Linked DNA regions of Gossypium arboreum: region 2 is linked to region 1. Evidence: chromatin contacts called from public Hi-C data. All regions are on one chromosome and are shown on one strand. Each heading gives the region's core, a stretch centred on a gene start, on an enhancer-like site or on the middle of the called end of the contact. The rest is flanking DNA. Distances are from core to core; before and after follow the strand shown. Region 1 holds the start of LOC108466766. Region 2 has its middle 11 kb from the start of LOC108467144.

The links. Hi-C and Micro-C count contacts between places; a contact is called where the count stands out from the background.
Region 2: a contact with region 1 is called in a Hi-C map of leaf, with 3 times the contacts expected there. The contact joins the enhancer-like site here to the promoter of LOC108466766 in region 1. A contact is called at or near these places in 3 of 5 Hi-C or Micro-C datasets (all in leaf).

Annotation. Positions count from the first base shown.
Region 1 is chr2:68,154,889-68,158,997 of ASM2569848v2, forward strand. LOC108466766 reads right to left here and starts at 1,334. Exons shown (of 1, transcript XM_017767135.2): 1 at 879-1,334. The coding sequence starts at 1,334. The coding sequence ends at 879.
Region 2 is chr2:68,209,470-68,213,029 of ASM2569848v2, forward strand. No RefSeq gene overlaps it. Among protein-coding and RNA genes, the nearest start is that of LOC108467144, 11 kb to the right of the region's middle. Within about 2 kb of position 2,217, at least 1 of the 2 cell types and tissues checked has an H3K27ac peak or open chromatin away from gene starts, as enhancers often do. A contact at or near this core is called in leaf, where this site is marked.

The DNA of each region.
Region 1 (4,109 bases), core at 84-2,583:
TTAAGCTTTGGGCTAAATATATAAATTGTTTGATATAAATAAAAATTCTGGAGTTGAAAATTAGTGATTGACCCATTTTATAGGTTCGATTGAATAGGTAGTTTCTTTTTTTGGTACGAGGTCTAGATTTGAGCTACAAAACTTACAACTCCGTCTAAATTACTATTTAATTAATACCCAGAAAAAAACACAAATCAAGATAAGTAATAAAAAAAATAGCATCACCGACTCCGGCCCAAGTTCCAAGGATTGAGGTCAATTACTCTATCAAATCATTTGTCGGTCACACTCACATCTCTCATCCCGTCTTCAACTTTGCCATCAATTAAACTACTCATTTATCTCGGTCTCGGATGCCTCAGACAGCTTTAAATTTATCACATATGCATAAAACCTCACTCTCAAATTACTTGGATTCCAATTTTAATATATTTTGTCCACGCACATTGGTCAAAATATAATTAGACGTTAAAATTTAAATAAAAATTATAGTATAATGTTGCAAAAGTTGCTACTAATATTCAATTTAAATATCAATATCGCTTTCGTTAAAACAAAGATTTAATTTGAAAAATTAAAAGACTAAAATAATAAGGAAAATTTTCTTTTTACGAAAGTTCTTTTATAAAATATGATTATACATGTATGCATGAACAACTATAAAATAAAATCATACTAATATATAATTTAAATTGATGAATAATTAAAATATAATACAACAAAACCCATACATATAAAATAAAATTTGAACTCACTAAATTTAACTAGAGTGCTCAATATCTTAAAACTCTAATAATTATAATAAGATGAACCACTGTAAGAAGAGTATGAAGATTGCAACATTTTGAATTAGAAGTAACAAATTTAGATGTATATGATCATAGGGAATTAGGGATAAGATGAAAGAGAAGTGCGGCGATTGAAGTTGGTAAGGTAAAGAGAAGAAGAAGAGCCATCCCCAAAGCAACGGCAGGCCTGGTTTCCATGAGCTTGGATTGCAAGCTCCCCACAGCTTGGTAAACATCGAGGTCGTACTTTTCTTTCTTGTATTGTTTCTCCCACTCCATCCAATGCTGGGGAGGCTCATAACTCTTCTCCACCCTCTGCATCTCCTGAATTCGCTTTCTCAACACTATCATGCTCTCATCCACTAGCTTCCCGTCGAAATTGTGACTAGATGGCCCTGATGATCTTTTTGAAGCCATTACTTTGACATTTGCCGTCTTTGCCCCTCCCAAACCCTTTCTCCCGCCTATTAGGTCGCTGGAGAAGCGATGTTGTGGTGGAGGAGCTGAAGCTGAGGACTTAGAAAGACAAGAAGTAGTAGCTTGCATGGTTTTTGGACGTGAAGTTATCTCTGGAATAAGTGGCGCAATGATTTTGGGAAGAAAAAAACTAAAGAGTATTTATAGAGGAAAGATGATGGTGAAGGACCGTTATTGAGTCAAAATCCTGGAATTTAGAGATTGATTTGGAAGAAAGGTAAGATAACGTGTGGGACACTCGATTTTTAATTGGAAGATTCTGTAGTAAGAAATGGGAATGTACGTGCGTAGCCTGTGGGGGCGGCGCCAATCACACCGCGTCCACTTGTATCTTCATCATTTTCATGCAATTTTTAATCCCTCTCTCTTACACCTACTCTTCCTGCCCTTTTATATTTAATTCCTTTATTCACCTTTTTCTTTTAACATTAAATATAAAATTAATACCTAATTTTTTCCACTTCTTTCGTATTAGTATTTATAGTTTTTTTTTTCAAATTACTACTTAGATATCGATTTAGGTGATGGAACAAAATTCAAATACTAATTTGAGATAAAAAAATTACAGGTATTAATTTAAAAAACTGAATAAATTTAAATACTAATTTTATATTTAACCTCTAATATTATAATGATAACAGATTCGTCATTTCATATTTTTATATATTTTAAATAATTAAAAATATAAATCTAAAACAAATAGTAGTAATGAACGTATCTAACATCCATTTTACTCTTGAGAACCGCAGGATACTTTTTATATTTAATTTATTTTGTATTATGAACAAATACCCATCTATTAATTATGAGTAAATATTAATCGAAATTTTTAAACATATTATATTTAAAATATATAAAAATAAATAAAAAATTTATCGTACAGGTATGCTTGTAAAAATTATGTATTTAGAAGACAATTATACATTTAAAAATAACATATAATAAATAATGAAATGTAGTGTTCAAAATTAATATTAACCATATGTCATATGTATGAAATTAAAATAAAAAAGTTTAAATTGTGATTAAAATTAAATTTAAATAAGTAAATACGTCATATTAATAATATTAAATGCACTCCAATTATTTATCATGATATTATCAATTTTTATAGCACGTAAAAAGTTATGTTGATGAGAAGAAAATTCAATATTAAAAATCTAATTATAAATAATTAAAGGCTTAATTGAACAATAATTCAACAGATTTGATTGACTAGAGTATAACAAAAAAAAAAAAGAAAAGAAAAGAAAAGAATCTATTGAAATATCAACGAATTTCTATTTTATACACGAGCAATATTCAAATAGAATTCAAAGAAAATGGATGCGATAAGACAGAAAAAACAGACGGTGCGTAAATGTAACTCGTTGTTTAAAGAACTATTCAGAGTTCCTAGAGCTCCTTGTAAAGCTTGTTGGAAAACCCGTTGTCGGACTTGATTAATCGCTCTTTGTTGTTCAAAATAAATGGTTTCATTTTTGTAATTTTCTAATTGTTCCAAAATCTTATAAGTTGAATTAATCAAATTCAATTTTTCTTGTCTATCTTAGAGTATCCATTCCCTCGAAACTGATCCGCCTCCAATAAGAGGCCCTTAAACTATACTCTTTATTTGAATTAGATTCTTTTTTCTTTTGGTTAAGTCAGGTATATAACTAATGTTACCCTTCTCATTAAATCCGTTAAAAAAAATCTTTGCAACCAATCAAGAAGTGGCACGTGTCTTTAAAAATATAATTTATATTAATTTGACTAGAAATTTGAAAAAGTTAAATAAAAATATATTAGTATTATTTAAAATAAAAATTATCCCCCTCTCCTTCCCTCCCTCCCTCTCTTCCCCCAGCCAGCCTATTTTCATGTTTGTTTATTTATTTTTAAGTTTTTTAATGTTTGGTTCGTGATCGTTAAAAGTTTTAAAATAATGTTTGTGGTCATTTATATAATAATTTGTGTTTCTTCCTGTAAGTTAATTGAAAAGTTTATGAACATATAATTGAACACATTTACAAATGATATTAATGAATAATAAACTAACAAACAATAAATAAACATACATATTATCTTTTAGATATAAAATAATTAAATATGAATATTAATAATTTTAATATAAATAGAATAAGCACTTGAAACTATAATAATATTATTAATTATACGATAACTGAATAGTAAATGAGTTTTAAATACACTTAAAATAATTTATTAAATGAGATTTAAGTGAACATCAACGTGTTTGTTTATGAACAAACAAACCAACCAAACTTTGTTTACATTCGGTTCACTTAATAAACAAGCTTAAACGTCAAATGAGTCTTAGCTCGATTGGCATAGGCATTGTTGCTAATGTAGGAGTGTTAAGGAAAAAAACTATTGTGGTAGTTAACAGTTTAAAACAGTTAGTAGTTAGCAGTAATAGTTATGGTAGTTAAGGTTGTTGTAACTAGTCTTGGTAGCTTGTGTATATATACCAGAGTTTGATATCTGGTTTAATATCAATAAAAGATTATTTTTCAGTCAACATGAATAGTTTTCATGAATCTCAACATGGTATCTAAGCCTTAAAAATTTATTTTTAGTGTTCTCTCATGGCAACAGAGGTCGTTTCTGGTGATGATGATGAAAATCGACAGTGCATCAACTCAAGTGTTCCAGCAGGTGGTTCTTCTCCTAGTTCGACTCCTGGTGTTTTGAAAAAGATTCAACAATTTCCTAAACATGACACTGTAAAACTTGGAGAGCACAATTTTCGTTTATGGAAACAATAAGTTTTGTTGATCCTTAAAGGCTATGGGCTGTATAGTTTTATTCTTGGCATTGTTAGTGTTCCTCCACAGTCGATTG
Region 2 (3,560 bases), core at 967-3,466, 55 kb after region 1:
ATTTCAGGTTATTTAGGTGATTGTTTATATATATATAATTTTACCATTTGAATAGTTTATATATTTATAATTTTTAAATGATTAAATCAAATTTTTATCATTTTTAGGTGGCAAAGTGCAATTTTATCTTTGCTAATTTAAAATTTTAAAAATTTAAAGGACCTAAACAAAAATTTTCTATGGCCTTGCCAACCCCTCGCTACTCCTCTATTTCCTTATTGTTTTTTTTAAATGTGAAACTTTCAATTAATTTTAATTTTACTTTATGCATTTTTTAATTTACAACAATAAATTATTATTTATTATTATATTTTATAATTTTTAGGTCTTTTGCAACTCTAAAGTAATTAATTATATAAGAAGTCCAATGTTAATCGAAGATTAAGATAAAAGATGTTGACGATGAAGATAGATTGAAGTAGAAGATTAAAATAAAAATTTAAATATACCTGTAATATTATTAATATTTTATTTGAATTTTTTAGGTGGTTAGATTTTTGATTTGTTTAAATATAATTTTATTTTAATTAGGAAGTTGAACTTTTTAAATTGTATTTAATTTGTTTTATATTTTATCATAATATAACTAGATGATTTAATAATTTCAATAGTTTTTCCATGTGAAAATATATTGTGATAATCTCATCCCAATTAAATAAGTTGATAATTTAATTTGATTATATTTGATACGATTTGAATTACTCATGGATTTCCATACCCTTGTTGCGCAAAAATGGAGTATGCATTTGAAATGGAAGCCCCGATTATCATATAGATCATGAACGATACGGAAATGGATCGAGTAATCTCCTCTTTTAATTAGTAACACTATTATTTGGTTTTAAATTAGAAAATAAAATGTTGAAATAATTTTAATAGGTTAAAATATGGCATAAGTCTCTATACTCTTTGAAATTATGAAATTTTGTCCTTATACTTTTATTTCAAGGAATTTAGCCCCTCTCATTTCAAAGTTCAAAATTCAAGTCTAACTGTTAACTCTGTTAAATTATTTTATTAAATTAGGTTCATTACAACATCATTTTTTAAATACATTGCTATCATGTGGCATTTTTTTTAATTTCAAAATGTCAAACTAACAAATTTTACAAAAAAAAAATAGCAATGTTAGCAATTGGACCTAAATTTTGAACTTTGAAAAGTAGAGGAACTAAATTCATAAAAATAGAAGTAAAGGGACTAAATTTTAAATTTATGAATTGTACAAGGACTTATGGCACATTTTAACTTTTTAATATTAAAGATAAAATTAATAGTTAATTTGATAATTGGAATACATTAAAATCATAATTAACTTTATCTATTATTAGTGTACACATTCAAATTAAACCAAAATCTTATCTCAATTCTTAAAATGCTTTTTTTATTTTAATATTTAAGATATTTACATAATTTTCAAAATAGAATTGTTGTTCTACATTTATACAAACTCATAATAAAAGTTTAAATGATCCATCTTCAATTACACTTTTATTATAATTTAATAAATAAGAAATATCATATTATTTTAAATTTAAAATGAGATTATTACTATTACAAGAACACAAAAACACAAAAAGATAATGCAATATACAAATAGGTGTTATTATAAGACAGATTTCTTCTGTAATTGAAAATAAAATTATTTATTTATGTAAATATTAAATAAAATTGAAGAATAAAAGAATATATCTATCTTTTAAACATTTTACGAATATGTTTTAAAATATTGTAAAATTATTTGAATTATTTTTACTTTTTAATAATGATTAGGAAATAAAAATATAAACACGTATGGAAATCTAGTTGTCTAAAAGGTAATTTTATTATTTATTTTAAAATGAAAGTTGAATTAATAACATTATTAATTAACTATAATTATACCCCAAATGATAAAGTAAATTCACAGTAGCATACAAGTTGAAAGAAAAGATTGTATGAAATTAGAATATTATCCTTTTCTAATAATTTGATGTAAAATTTATAATTTTATTCTGAATTTTAAATTTTTATTTAGATTTAATTTTTTAAAATAAAAATATTGACGTGACATTAAATTATTAAAAAATACAAATAATATGATTTGAGTTGAAAAGCATCCAGTGAATTAGGGGGAAGCCTAAACTGAGTCAAATGACATTCCTTTAAACAACAACGATGGACACATATGATTGAATGGATTCAGTGAGAGTAAAATGGATCCATTGAATGAGAGTCACTCAAGTGGTTGTAAAACTGAAGTTGGAGGCCCAAATTTCCCTTCAAGCCTCCAGGAACTACACTCCCCACATCAATAAATTCAATCACCTTTTCAATGTATATTTATAAAATTTCTATTGGAAAAACTGATCTTTATATGTCACCGCAAGGTATAAGTGGTATGCTATGTGTAATTATCTAATTATTTTATTAGTTATGTTAGTTTTAATAATAAAAATAGATAAAATTTATTCTTTAATCTAATATACATGAGGGATTAATTTGTCCATTTTTAATAAAAATAAAATGTAATCTAACTCTTACTAAAAGGTTTCCATAATAAAAGTTATATTTTGTGATGCTTAAGGATGTGTTGTGTTATTTATTTATTTCTTGAGGTTGGTTGTTGTGTATTGAAACTCTGGGTAATTTATAAGAGTGTTCTTACTGCAATATTTGTTGCTTTTAAGAGTTTTAAGATTATAGGGTGTTTTTTATTTAGGTGTTACTAAATTATAGGTAAGTTTTTATTTTGGTCATTTAATTAAAATAGTTATAATTTCATCATTAAAGTTTTAACATTTTTTTATTACTTGATTATTAAGTAACATTTTTTAGTTGGTATAATAAAAATTTTGATCGTTGATTTTATACTTTCTATCAATATCACCTTAATTATATATAAAATGATAAAATTGAAATTATTTTTAAAAATTTTAAAAATTCTTGAAATTAAAATTAAAGTAAATAAAAAATTTAAAAATAGATAAAGTGAGAGAAAAATTTTAAACCCTCCGAATTGTCTCTTTGTATTATCTATATAGAAATATTCAATAAATAGAACATATAAAAATTAAAACATTTAGCAAAATTACTAGTTTTCTTATTTTTACTTCTTTTGTTTCTTGACATAGTTCTTTCGTTATAAGAAAGAATTCAAAATATAATTATTTTTACAATTTGGACTTGGAAAATAATTTAAATGAATTGAAAATTTGATTCGAGTCTTAAATTTTTTTGTGAATATTTTTTAGTTTTTGGCTAGTGAAATGGCATCAAAGTCAATTTGACAAGTTTCTATAATATCAATTCTGGATGTTCTTTAGCGGTATGAAACTTGACTTGAATATATTACTAATTTGGTTTTAAGAAACACTAAGCAAGCATGTAATGGTATAACTTCTTTTTTGGTTTTTAAAATTATTATTGGATTCTATTGAATGATAATTTTCTTTATTTCCCATACTTATTAGTTCTTCATCACATTTTCGATATATTTTTTAGAATTTTTCTATAGAATTTTCTAGTTTTTAAACAGTTTGATTTTATTTTATAATTTTTATATAGAATTTTCTAGCTTT